2 separate regions of the Mus musculus genome follow, and region 1 is linked to region 2. A link is a contact called in public ChIA-PET data. All regions are on one chromosome and are shown on one strand. Each heading gives the region's core, a stretch centred on a gene start, on an enhancer-like site or on the middle of the called end of the contact. The rest is flanking DNA. Distances are from core to core; before and after follow the strand shown. Region 1 has its middle 38 kb from the start of Glrx3. Region 2 holds the start of Glrx3 (glutaredoxin 3).

The links. ChIA-PET counts read pairs in DNA pulled down with a chosen protein or histone mark.
Region 1: a contact with region 2 is called in an RNA polymerase II ChIA-PET map of effector CD8 T cells, with 12 read pairs. The contact joins the enhancer-like site here to the promoter of Glrx3 in region 2. A contact is called at or near these places in 6 of 484 Hi-C or Micro-C datasets (CD4 T cells, the HPC-7 cell line, embryonic stem cells and 3 more), 6 of 115 datasets of contacts at active chromatin or transcription factors (the SCID.adh cell line, effector CD8 T cells, embryonic fibroblasts and 1 more) and 2 of 9 other capture datasets (liver and pancreatic islet).

What each region holds. Positions count from the first base shown.
Region 1 is chr7:137,472,507-137,479,318 of GRCm38.p6, forward strand. No RefSeq gene overlaps it. Among named protein-coding and RNA genes, the nearest start is that of Glrx3, 38 kb to the left of the region's middle. Within about 2 kb of position 4,180, at least 4 of the 459 cell types and tissues checked have an H3K27ac peak or open chromatin away from gene starts, as enhancers often do. A contact at or near this core is called in effector CD8 T cells, where this site is marked.
Region 2 is chr7:137,435,990-137,442,875 of GRCm38.p6, forward strand. It overlaps Glrx3 (glutaredoxin 3), which reads left to right and starts at 1,584. Exons shown (of 11, transcript NM_023140.5): 1 at 1,584-1,782. The coding sequence starts at 1,685.

The sequences.
Region 1 (6,812 bases), core at 2,930-5,429, 39 kb after region 2:
GTCTGGAGTTCCCTGGAGGTCCTCTTCAGGGCTGTTCTTGTCCATCTCCTGAGAAGGAGCCTCTGATTCCTGTGGAGCTTGCACGCATCATCTGCTGTGTGAGCTGTGGCCCCTTGTTCAGGTAGCAGGAAGGACGCATCTCTAAAGGTAGAATGGAAATGGAGTTCTCTCCCAGCATCCTCTTCGCTTGTGGATTTCTTTTTATTCTTCTCTCATCTATTACGTCCCAGCAACAGTTTCCCCTCCCTCTCTTCCCTCAGCCTCTTCCCATCCCTCCTGCTGTACCTCTCCCCCGGGTCCCCCTCCCCTCAGAAAAGAGCAGACCTCTCAGGGAATCAACCAAACATGGCACAACAAGCTGTATCATAAGACCAGGCACATACCATCACATCAAGGCTGGGCAAGGCAACCTAGTAAGGGGAGGGGGAAGAGTCCCACAAGTAGGCAAAAGAGTCAGGGACAGTCCCCACTCCCACTGTTAGGAGTGCCACAAGAACACCAAGCGACCCAGTCATAGTATATATGTAGACTGTAAGTCAGACCCCTACAGTCTCCGTGATCTCTGTGAGGCCCATGAGTCCCTGCCATTTGCTTCTGTGGACTGGTCTCGTGGTGTGTCCCTGACCCTTCTGGTTCTTTCCTCCAAACTGTCATTCCCCCTCCTCAACAGGACTCCCCATGCTCTGCCTAAAGTTTGGCTGTGGTACTCTGTGTCTGCTCCATCAGTTGCCGATGAAGTCTCGCTGGTCTCTTCAGGCAGGACAAACTGTAGGTAGAAGGTTTTGTGGCTGGGTTGGTTCACTTGCTGTCTGGATGCGCTGTACAGAGTCATGAATTAGGACAGCCCGAGCATGGGTGTTTTCTTGCTGTCTGGTGTGCACAGTGATTTTTTTTTTTTTTTACATGAATCACAGGTCTCAAGTTTTATTTCCTTTCATTCCCCTCTTCTTCTACTAAGTAATTCTAATCTTAGAATTTTAGAAGTCTCTATCTCTATATGGAGAATAGAAATCATAACATGGGCCAAAGGTTAAGAACAAAAACAGAATAAGAAGGGATAGTAGACAGATTTAGGCAGGAACCCTTCTAGTGAAGCTTGAGGGTCTGGGCATGATGTAGGTATACGTGGATCAGATCTCTGGCTGGAACTGTTGAGATGTCTTTTGTGGTACCCGGCTTGTTCGCTGTAGCCAATTGTGACCAGCCTTCTTTCTGCACCACCTGCAAGCCTTTTAACTTAGCATATAGATTATTATTACAACAACATGTAGGTTTAAGACAGTGATGGGCATGGGGAAGGAGCACCAAATCTGCACCAGTCTCTTAGAATTCTATTCATCTTTTCTATCTGTCCTGAGCTTTGGAGCCTGTATGCACAATGTAACGTCTAATCAATCCCCAATATCTTGGCCAGTCCCTGATTTACCTGGGCAACAAAGGCAGGTCCATTATTGGACCTGATTACCTTGGGTATCCCAAACCTCGGGAAGATTTCTTCTAGGATCTTCTTGGCTATCACATTGGCCGTCTCAGTCCTTCAACCGGGAGACTACTGCCATCCATGTACCAGCTCGAACTCTCAGGCCAAGGCTGATCTGATCCTTCAGATAATTTCTTCTGCCAGAACGTCAGCGCAGTGATGAGTAGGTGAAGTCTTGGGCAGTAGGGTATCAAGATTGAGGACAGCAGGTGGAGCGAAGGTCACTCGTTCAGTCAACAAAAAGCTCTGATAATGTGTCACAGGAGCATTGGTCGTCATCCATCAGTCAGGGGGCTTTCAGATAATTCTTTCAAGAGTGTGGGGTGCCACTATAGTTATTTGCTGTCCCAGAGTGAGCTTATCAGCATCTTTGACAAGCAGAGCTATGGCAGCAATAGCTTTCAGGCAAGAAAACTACCTGCTGGCAACAGGGTCTAACTTCTTGGATAGGTAAGCCACTGCCTTTTTCAAAGTCCTAAAGTCTGAGTAAGGACTCCTCTGGCGACCCCTGGTCTCTCTTCCACATAAAGAGTGAAAGGCTTGGTTAGGTCAGGCAAAGGCTGGCCATCAGTAGGGCCTTTTTCATTTCTTTAAAGGCTTTCTGGTGATCTGAGGTCCACACAAACACCTCCCCTTCCTTGGTTAGGGGGTACAACGGGCAACTAAAGTTGCTAACCCAGGTATCCAGAGCCTGCAGAAACCAGTGGTGCCCAAGAATTTTTTTTACTTGCCTTGGTGTAGTTGGGGTGGGGATCTGAGTTACAGTCTTTTTTCTGGCTTTCTTTAGCCACTACTTCCGGTCTTGAAGGGTGTATCCCAAATAAGTAACTTCAGTCTGACACAGCCGAGCCTTTTTAGCTGAGGCTTGGTCTTCTGCTGCCCAGGTTTCCTGTCTAGATCCTGTCTTTTCTTTCTCTCCTACCACTGTGGCCAAGTTTCTAGTCAAATTTCTTTCTTGTCTACGATCCCTCCTGTTTTCTCTTTCTTCTGCCTCTCGCCCCCCCCCCCTCCTCGCAATATGCCTTCTCTGCCTCTTACTGGTTCTACTCTAAATATTTCTCATTCAGAGTATCTCTCTCATCTCAGACCTCTAATCTCCTTCATCTCTATTTTCACTGTCTCTCCTGAGTCTGCTGGAGCTTTGCTCTTCCTTACAATCTAAGCTCACTTTTTTCTAGACCTCTATACACTTTTGTCAGAGCCTGGTGATTAGACTTGTAGGTACTCCTTACCTGGGACAGAAGTTTTAAGTGGGCAGATGTCTCCCTCGGGCCAACTCAGGGAGGGGGGAAAAGGCGGCAGAGGGCGACTCTAGTTGGCCCCTCTCCAGCAGGCATCACGGCCTAGGAAGCCAGGCGGGGCCGGCGTGGGGCCCCGCGGGCCTCGCCCCTCTTTCTTTTCTTGCCTATCCCGCAGGCGGTGAAATGCGTGGTGGTGGTGGGGCCCGGCACCCCGGGAAAACCTCCACATCGGTGTTCCCCCCTGGGCCATGGTTTCCCACGTGGCGCAGCACTGCTGCTGCCGAAGCCGGGAGTTCTCAGTCCCGCCCTGCGGCTGCGTGCGGCTGTGCCGAGTTGTTTTTCTTACCTATCACTGACAAATTCTGTCCTAACGTCAGTCCAAGTCCACAGTTGGCACCACACACACAGTCTGTCCCATGACGAAAACCACCAACACAAACAAGACAGCAACAGAGAAAAAAAACCCACCAGTATCTAAGCACATTCGTTCCTCACTCTGCCAGATGACAGTCAGACCTTTCTGGACTGTCCCTCACCCTTGGAACATCTTCCAGAGGTTGCAGCTTTCGGGGCCTCTGGACGTCTCCCTCCCGTGGCTACTGGGTCCTTACGGCCCACAGTGGCAGCTGCCAGAATACAGAATACCAGAACTGGGGAACCAGGCTGTGGGACTCGAACCCACAATCCCAGAACTGTAAACCAAGACACGAGGTGGGACCTGAACCCACAATCTCACAACTGAAAAACCAAGACATGAGGTGGGACTTGAACCCACGATCTCAGAACCGTAAAACTAAGGCATGAATTCATAAACCAAGACACAAACTCACAATCCCAGAACTGAAAAACCAAGACACAAACTCACAATCTCAGAACTGAAAAACCAAGACACAAACTCACAATCTCAGATCTGAAAAACCAAGGCACAAATTCACAAACCAAGACACAAATTCAGCGGTGCCACACTTAGACAACAGACAACATGTAAGACACACAGAAACAAACATACCTCCAAGGGGTCTTTCGGGGTTCCTGGGTGTCACACAGATCTCGGTGGGACCTCCAAATGAAAGAACCCAGTGGGGAAACCCCCACTCAATTCCCGATTTGGCGTGCACCCAAGAATCACGCTCCGGGTCGAAACGTATCTCACGCAGGAGACAGTGGATTCGACCTGCACAGTGATTCTTAAACACAGCACAAGAATGCTTAACTTGTATAAGGCACACTTGTCTAGCATAGCCTCTGTGGGAATGAACGGTGGGAATACTGCACTGAGTGGGTCTAGCTTGGTCTGCGTGCCCCCTTCACACTCTTCCTTTGGTGTGGGATGAGCAGGACACGGACTGTGAGTGGGTGGGTTGCTTCCGGTATCTTGGTGAAAGGGGAGGGTTAGTATAAACAAGACACGCATCTCACCAAAGTCGCAAGCTCTGGGGCTGCCGTGCTCAGGATGTTCTTGCTCTCTGCAACATCACTGCCACTTGATAGGGAGATGTGGTTGTTGAGCTGACACCTCTGCCGGGTGTAGCCTGTGGTTTCTTCACACCCTTTGACCACCGTCGGCCTTGATCCTGGAGTACTGTAACTGTCGTGTCTCTCAAGATACACAAGTGAGCTGTTGACTCCTCACATCCTGGGGGTAGGGTGAGGAGGGGCCTTAGGAGCCAGGAGACCCAGGGCCAAATCCCAGCTATACCACTTACCCTGTGACCTTGTTGGGTCTTGCTCTGGACCTGAGCTTCCATGCATCATGGTGCACTAGGATTCTATACTGGGATATGGTCCTACTGCCATCAAGAAAGCTCTGCTACCAAGCTGCTGCACCTATGGTGAATCTAGAAGTGAGACAGGAGGTTGGGGGCGACAGCATCAGAGTCCTCTGCGTGCACAGCCTGGGGATGCTCAGGCCACAGGCAAAGATTCTTCCCATCATGTGTCATGGTGGAGAATGGGCTAGCCTGCTGGGATCTTCTGTGGCTCTCTCCCTACACCTGACCAAGGAGTTCATGGACTCTGCATTTGACTGTCAGTGCCACTTGTCATGGGGGAAGCCTTGTTCAGGGATCCTTCCTGACAGAGCACACTTTATACCTATAGCTGGTTTAAAACAGCCAACACACATGGTATTGTCAGGCAGTGACCCAAGCACTCAATTCATCGGGAGTCACTGCTGTCTCAACACTACGGTAGAGGGGGGAATAGGTTAAACAAACTGCACAAGGTCACAGTACTTGGTGTAGCTGGGATTTGACCCTAGATCTCCAGCCATGCTTCCAATTGACCTCGTATCCCCGACAGGATGTGGAGTTATAGTCCAATTATGTAGCTTGAGGGGGAGGACAGTTGTAGTTCTCAAGGGTCCAGGTCAATGGTAGGTAGAGGATGAGAGGGGCTGGATCTTCTTCATTGGCATAAGAGAAGCCAAAGCTGAGGATAACTCTACAGAAGGTGGGGTGTGCACTTCCAGCAGCCGGGAGCATAGGCTTGAGTTCCCAAACACAGGACCAAACAGATGATCCCTGACCAGGCACCTCGACAGATAGCTACTACATGAATTAGAAAGTAACCCTCTGGGTGCTAGTTTCCCCCAGCGCTGATTGGCACCTCCTTTGAGTTTTGATCTACATTCTTTCTCCTCAAGGCCTTGGTATGCACAAGGGAGGATGCACAGCTGCAAGAAACCAGCATTGCCTGTGGTTTGAAGGTCTGCAGAGATGAGTGCATGCCCCATTAACACAGCCTGCTCCTGGAGCAGTAAGTTGGGAAATGGGCCACTCTGGAGGGCTCATCCCCACACTGTTGGATCCCCGATGGTCCAGGGATGTCCAATTGCTCCCTGTGTGGCTGCCTAGCTGGCCCAGTTCTAGCCTAGTTCTGAGATGTTAGTGTCAGGACAAGGTTGGATCCCGGCCTGACTGACTGGAGTCCCTGTCCTTGACTGTTGAAGGCCCTTGGTGTCCAGACACGGCTTGGGGGAGCGGTCACTCCTCAACCCCAAGGCGGGTAATGGTAGGCAATGCGGGCTTTCCTGTGCTAACTCAGCTTCTCTGTCCCCGATGTCTACTTGTAACTTTGCAGGAACTAGCCTGGTATCCTCTGTAGCTGGTCACCACTGGTCTATGAATGTCACAATCAGCTCCTGGCTGTAGGAGGCAGCGGCAGGTGGTGACCGTGTGTGTCCACGCGAGGTCGCTGCGCACCGCGGGCCGATCAACCGCGCAGTCTGCAAGAGCGAACTTTGGGCACCAGGGGGCGCGCGAGGACCAAGGTTAGCACAGCATGGACAGGAGTGCGGTGGTGGTGTGTCCCTCCCGCCTCGCCTCCGCGCGAGTCTTGGAACCGCTTGTTTTGAAATTCTACCTCCCTTTTTCCTTTACAGAGAAAGCGTGTGGAAAATCTAGGTTGACTAGCTGGGGAGCAGCGTTCACAGACCTGTGTGGCTGCCTCCTATTCGAATACCAGAGCTAATCCTCACCCCCACTCACCCTGCCCCCAATCTCCTGGTCCTTGGAAGCCACCTAGATGGCACTGCTGATTTGCACCCTGCGGGAGCCAGCATCCACCCTCTGGAGTGAAGCTTACCTGGTGGATAGCCATCAGCCTAACCTAGGCTTTCAGGTGTATATGTGGAACACCTCACCCCTATTCCCAGCTCCACTTCACAGAGGACACGCCATAGAATAAGGTGCCACAGTCTCATTGCATCATGAGATGGTACTGTCCCTATGATCTGTCACGGCCTGAAGAAGTTTGTGGATGTCTTCACGGTGACGCAACTCTCTTCCCCTTTCCATGCTGTGTTGCTTGGAGACAGTTCACACCTGAAGGGCAGGCATCTTTAGGGGGAGGTGCAAAACTGAGGTTCTGTTGGGAAAATTTTGGATATTCATCCCTTTACCCTGCTTATTCTTTTGTCTAGCCATTCGTTCATGTCAGGGGGTGCTTACCGGTATTTTATATCTGCTGCGGAGTTCTGCTCTCTGGGCACGATACGACCATGGCCGTCTCAAAATCATCAGCAGTTCCAACTATCTGCATAAGATCCTTGGCCACTAACATTCCCTCAAGGCTGGTGGGCCTGATAGGGT
Region 2 (6,886 bases), core at 334-2,833:
CCAAGTCAATTCTTTTTTTTTTTAAAGATTTATTTATTTATTTATTATATGTAAGTACACTGTAGCTGTCTTCAGACACACCAGAAGAGGGCATCAGATCTCATTAAGGATGGTTGTGAGCCACCATGTGGTTGCTAGGATTTGAACTCAGGACCTTTGGAAGAGCGGTCAGTGCTCTTAACCGCCGAGCCATCTCTCCAGCCCCGACCAAGTCAATTCTTATAAAGGACAACATTTAATTGGGGCTGGCTTACAGGTTCAGAGGTTCAGTCCATTATCACCAAGGTGGGAGCATAGCAGCATCCAGGCAGATGTGGGGCTGGAGGAGCTGAGAGTTCCACCACTTGTTCCAAAGGCAGCCAGGAGGAGACTGGCTTCCAGGGAGCTAGGATGAGGGCCTTAAAGCACACACCCACAGTGACACACCTACTCCAATAGGGCCACACCTTCTAATAGTGCCACTCCCTGGGCTGAGCATATACAACCCATCGCACCTTGCAAACCTGTAATACAATACTATAATCAGGATGTTAATGTCCGCGTGTGACCCTGATGTCTTTCTGAGGTTTCTATGGCTTTATTGGTATTGGCGTATGTTTATTTTCTTACAGTCCTAAGTTTGGGGTTCTGCCCCCCCCCCCCCCAGCCAAGAAGCAGAACAATTTGTCCTGTTGCATTTGGAGCACTGTGATCCACATTTTTAGTAGGGGTGTTTCTCAAGATGTGTGTGACACAGCTTCCAGGGCTTTTGTAATCATAGGAGCAGGGCTGCCAATAGGATACAGGAGTGGCCACCGCAAGCAACTCTCCTGTGTTCTTTAAAATGGCTCAGTGAGCAGAGGTAAAAGGACATATTTAATTCCCAATCGATCGAAAATATTTCAATCTGTAATCTGTTACTGTTACTCAGGCTGGCCTGGAACTCACTGTAGAGCCCAGGCTGGACTCAAACTTAAGGAACTTCCTGCCTTAGCATGGGAAAGAGTGTGGAGAAGATACCACTGGCGAGTCACTGCCCGTACAGGGAAGCTTCTAGTAAGAGGGTCATGGAGGCTGGGCCTGGGTGGGAAGGTGCAGGAACTCTAAAAAGGAGCCTAACGGTTCTTAGAGGCAATGGGGCGAGCCATTTAGGTCTTGTGTCAAGGCTGCAACGGCTAACAGGTGTCACAGAGTTGTACTGAAGGTTGATTATGGGGTTCTGAGGGCACCTCTAGAAGAGTTCGAGTTTCCTCCAGGACTGAGGTACAAGGACTATCAGGGTTGTGCTCAGACACTATTGTTTTTTTAGTCTTAAGACTTCCTAGTTCATCTTTATGCAGCTTCATGTGAGATTTCAGCTTGCCAATGTTCTATTCTGACTTCACTCTAATTTACAATACACACATACTTACATCCCTTCCTATTACAGGTTTCTGAGCTCCAGAGCTACAACAGCCAGGGGCCAAGGCATCTAGCTAGTTAGCACACCAATACAAAGCAAGGAGGCTCCGCTAGCCCAACCCAGAGCCTCCCAGTTCTCCCAGTCCGAGGGCGTGACCTTCAGTGCCGGAGGGCGTGGCATAGTGTGTCAGGGGTGGGCCCCCGATCTCAGCGGGCGTGGCTTCCCCGTGCGCAGCCTCCTCGCGTGTCCGTCCGGCCCTATCGAGCCTCCGGCGCTCGACTGCTGGTGTCTGGCGGAGACAGCATGGCGGCGGGGGCGGCCGAGGCAGGCGAGGCAGCCGTGGCAGTGGTGGAAGTCGGCTCTGCCCAGCAGTTTGAAGAGCTACTGCGCCTCAAAACCAAGTACGCGGGGGCGGCGAGAGGGCCCGGGGACCAGAGGGCGGCGGGCCGGGGGGTCACGGGACTTGGGGGCGGCTTCCCAACGCGGCACGTCCGGAGCTGAGCTCGTGGTCCAACGGCGGCCCTACTTGGGCCGCGGCGGTAGCCCCTCCTAGGGAAGCGGCCCGCGGCGGCCCGCGTGCACAATGGACCTGCCCTCCGGAGACCCGCATGTGGCGCCTCCTGAAGGAAGCCTTGGCTGGCGACCAGCCTGCAGGCCCAGCTAGGGTCCCGGGCTTTCCTGAACCACCAGCCGGCTAAGGGAGGGTCTGCGGCGGCCGGGTGCGCGCGCCTCGCCTTTGGCCAAGCCTTCCTGAGGCCAGCCCTGGGGATGCGTGGGAAACCAGGACCTCGGCGCTCTAGGATGCTGCCCTGCCTTGATCTGCATGCAGAGTGGTGAGGGAGGGGTTTCAGGGCCCACTGCCGGGGATCCCCAACCTCTCCTTAGCCCCTTATGTGCTTGTAATCCTGGGGCAAGTTTCCTAACCTCCCCTTCGGCTTCCTCCCGGGTGAATGGACCGGTTCTGTTAAAGCTCTGTTTTGTGGTTGGCGTACCGGAAGCTCTCTCCACTAATGTGGGGGCCTTGGTATCCTCACTGAGCAGAGTGGGCAGGTGGCAGATTGACTGGCTGACATCTGCTACTCCATACAGTATGGAGGAGAATTACAATAGCTCATTCAGAGGCTGGCAGTGTAGCTAGTGCTTAATACACAAGAAACCCTGAGTTCAACTTCTAGCACCGAAAACAACAACTCATCTTCATCAACAACAAAACCAGTCCTTTCCAACCCTTTCGCATTTCAGGTTTACTTGATTTTAAATTTTTTTCCCCCCAAAGAAAAGAAAAAGGGAGAATGAGAGTAACATTAAGTAGAAGCTGACTTCTGATGGATCCAGCCAGGTCGTTTACCAGGCGTTTCGGAGGACGTCAGAGATGGCCTCCTGAAGTGATGAGGGCTTGTGTGGACATGTCCTGAAAAGCTTGAACTTAAATCGTCTGAGAAGATTCTTTTATGTGTGTGTGTTTCACATGCTTAGTTTGTCTTTATGTTTCATGTGTTAAACAGGCCTTAGTGGGTAAAAGTTAGCATGCCATTTATTCTGCAAGTTCAAGGTCAGTTTGATCTTCATAGTGAGTTTCAGGCTAGCCAGAGGTATATAAGGAGACCCTATTGTAAAAAATCAGGAAACAAACATTTCTTTCCTCTCAAGGGGGGTGGGGGGCAAGACAAGAACAGCAACAAACCGCAAACCCATCTGCATGTATTCTTGTCACTGGTGTCTGCCTGAGATGACTCGGGAGACAGTGTTCCCGTCTGCAGTGACTGTTCAGAATGGGTCATGGGAAATGCTGTGTGACACCTGGGGAGTGACACCTGGGGAAGGATAGGAAGCCATCAAGAATACTAAATACGGGCTGGCGAGATGGCTCAGTGGGTAAGAGCACCCGACTGCTCTTCCAAAGGTCCGAAGTTCAAATCCCAGCAACCACATGGTGGCTCACAACCACCCATAATGAGACCTGATGCCCTCTTCTGGAGTGTCTGAAGACAGCTACAGTGTACAGTGTATTTATAATAAATAAATAAATCTTTAAAAAAAAAAAAAGAATACTAAATAGCACTTGTGGGTGCAGCCATTTCCATGTCAAGGCTTTTCAGGGTTGGTGTGGGTTGAAGTCTACTTTTTTGTTTTATTATTATTTTTTCATCATTTTATGTGTATTGCTGTATCGCCTGCAAGCAGCTGTCCACCACAAGCATGCAGTGCCCTCAGAGGCTAGAAGAGGGCGTTGGCTCCCCTGGGATTGCAGTTACAGATTGTTGTGGCCCCTGTGTAGGTGCTAGGAATGGAACTCCCTAGTCTTCTGTAAGAGCACTTAGTGTGCTCTTAATCATTGAGCCATCTGTCCAGCCCCAAAATTTTCTTTTTATATTAAAATTCTAACGTATTTACGTACTTGTAACTTTTTCTATATATATTTTTATATATGAAAGTTCTTATGTCTATGTAAGTTTTATGTTTATGTAAGTTACTGAAATCTCAGTTTCTGTCTATATAGTGGGGGTGGGAAATGGGTACCAGAGTTTGTGCCCATTCATAAACCACTTTATTCATAAACACACACATACACCCACACACACACACACACACACACACACACACACAGAGTCTAGAGTATGGTAGCGCTTAGCATTGGTAGTATAATTTGCAAGTGAATAACTGGAGTATGGAGCACTACAGTAGAACAGCAAATGATTATTGGCTCTAATGGTTCCATTGATGGAGAAATGAGACTCATTATGTCTGCTAAAATATTGAGATATTCTGGGGTGTAGTGTAGCTCAGTGGTGGGGTGTGTGTTCAAAGCTCTAGGTTTGAGCACCAGTGCAGGGTGTAAGGGAGCCATGTTAATGAGTATTTCAACTCCATCTTTCTGTAAACGTTGTCCTAGAACAATGCATTGGACATATTGGCCTGTCTGTTATGAGGCAGAGACTGGTTCCATACAGTACACAAGAGGGTGACATCCCTGTTATATGTGCAGTTGGCATTCCATGCTTAAGTGGAAAATAAGAGCTAGGCATGTAAACATAAGAATATCTTGGGCAGTAAATAATCATTCGCATTAAACACATGCAGTGGTGTTATCAAAGCACTTTCTTGTCTGATCTTCTACCAACCCAGGACTCTTTATAGTTGTGGGTGTTCAAAGCATTCAAAGCCATGTTAGTGCCATTGGAGCAAAACTCAGCTCTGTGTGCATACTTTCTTCTTCCTCCTGCCCTTCTTTTTGAAGCCAGGACTCATAATGGAGGCTGGCCTGGAACCCTAGATGTAGCTGAGGAAGCCCTTGAGCTCCTGATCCTCTGCCTGTACTTGTGAGTGCTGTGGTTAGAGGCAGGCATCAGCACACCTCGCTCTCCTCTTTTGTTTTTCACACTTGGGCTCATACTGGGAACAAAGCCTGGTCTCTTGTTTTAATTTAATTATTATTATTATTTTTAACTCTGCTGGAATTAAGCCCAGGGCCTGAGGCATACCAGACTCTGCCATGAGTTATATCTCTATCCACCGACTGTAATTTTTAAAAGCAAGCCAATATTGTCAGCATTTACTTATGCCATTAAAACTTCTTTGCAAGCCAGGCGTGGTGGCGCATGCCTTTAATCCCAGCACTCGGGAGGCAGAGGCAGGCGGATTTCTGAGTTCGAGGCCAGCCTGGTCTACAAAGTGAGTGCCAGGACAGCCAGGGCTACACAGAGAAACCCTGTCTCGAAAAACCAAAAAAAAAAAAACCAAAAAACTTCTTTGCAAATTTCTAAGGTACTTTAAATATTTAGAATTACTTTTAATATTTTAAAAGTACTTTGTTTTGGTTGTTTGAAAGCTGTTGTGACATGAGTTGTTTTGGGATTTTTTTGGGTGTTTTCTGTAGTATTAGGAAGATACCCATCTTCCTAAATCTTTGTATTTTAATTCTTAGAGTAAATACCTGTGGGTGTGGACGTCGTGGGAGGTCTTGTTTCTAATCTCTACCGCAGGGTAAGAAGGCGCTTCTTCCACTTCCTTTTAGAAATCCTGACTTTTGAAAAGAGTACCCGCCTCGTGTGCAGCAGCAGAGCCTAGTGGGTTTACTTGTCTTGGAAGCAGGCTCTTGAACTCCTGGAGCCCCTCAGACCGCTCATCTGTCAGCGGGGCTTGCCTTGTTCTTGGATATGTATACATTGCAGTTTCTGTCCTCCCTTCCTTCCTTAGGCTCCTTTGCTCCTGCAGTGAATAGTAGTGATTTTCACCTTGGCAGGAGCTATAGTCACCAAAAGACCTTTTGCTGTTTGAGTCATGAATGCAGTGATGCCAGTTTCAGTCTTTGGAATCTTAATTTTTCAAGCAGTTTATTACAGGCCATTCTGTTCAATTTCTGTCACGTTCTCTAAACAACTGTATTAAGTTGTATTTGTTCATAGGCTGTCATGCTCACGGAGTACAGGTGTGTGGGTTTGTTCAGTGATTCAATGCTAGACATGTTCTCAAGCTAAAAACACCTTTTTAAAAATTGAGTATCTTGATTTAATCATGTCAGAATGAAAACTGTACTGCATGAGGGCAGCCAAGTCTTCCCTCTTGTGCTGCTGCTAGCTACCCTCAACACTATAAACTGTCTTGGCTATCATGGTATTCCCCCTTTCCCTATGAGATTCCTTTAATCTAGCAACTTTGGCTTGGCTTGTTTTCCAGACCTGACTGTGTGGTTGTGTGTATCTCTAGAAAAGCTGCTTGGGGGTGGGTATAGGGGACTTTCGGGATAGCATTTGAAATGTAAATGAAGAAAATATCTAATAAAAAATTGAAAAAAAATAGAAAAGCTGGTTTTGTTGTTGTTTGTTATTTTTGAGACAGGGTTACTCTGTGTAGCCTTGGCTGTCCTGCTTCTGCCTCCCAAGTCTGCCACCACTGACCAGCACCCTCTCCCCTCAATAGTTGACTTGTGTTTCATTTTTGGAGTGTAGGGTGCTTTGTTCTATCTGTGGGCATTTGGGTAAATTATAGACTGCTTGGGTGTTCCCTGACAAGGTCTTGTTAATTTGCTTTTCTTCTTGGGAAGAGGTCCTTGGATGCTCTCTTGGATGCTCTGCTGGCCTTGGGACCTCTCTTGGATGCTCTGCTGGCCTGGGGGGTGTGGTCAGATCCTGCACAGGCTTATGAGGGAGGGTTTCAGTATTCTGTAGGCTGTAACTCTGTTCACGGTTCCCAGACAACTTTAAGGAGCCTGAGAAATGTTGTCTAGCTGAATGGGTGACTGAGAGGCAGCATTGCTTGGCAGAGCAGTTGCTATCAGCTGAGGCCCAAGTATTCTTCAAAGATCTGCCAGATACAGGTCTGTCTGGTACAGATTGTAAGTACGATGTGACCTTTCTTGCCGTAGGTGGATCCTCCTGTTTGCCTTTTGTAGTCTCTCAAATGGCTTTCTCTTATCGTTTCTAACTAGTTAGTCTCTGCCTTTCATAGCTGTCTGCCTCCCTTCCATGACCCCAGCCCTACCATTTTTGAGGTGGTCCTACTGAC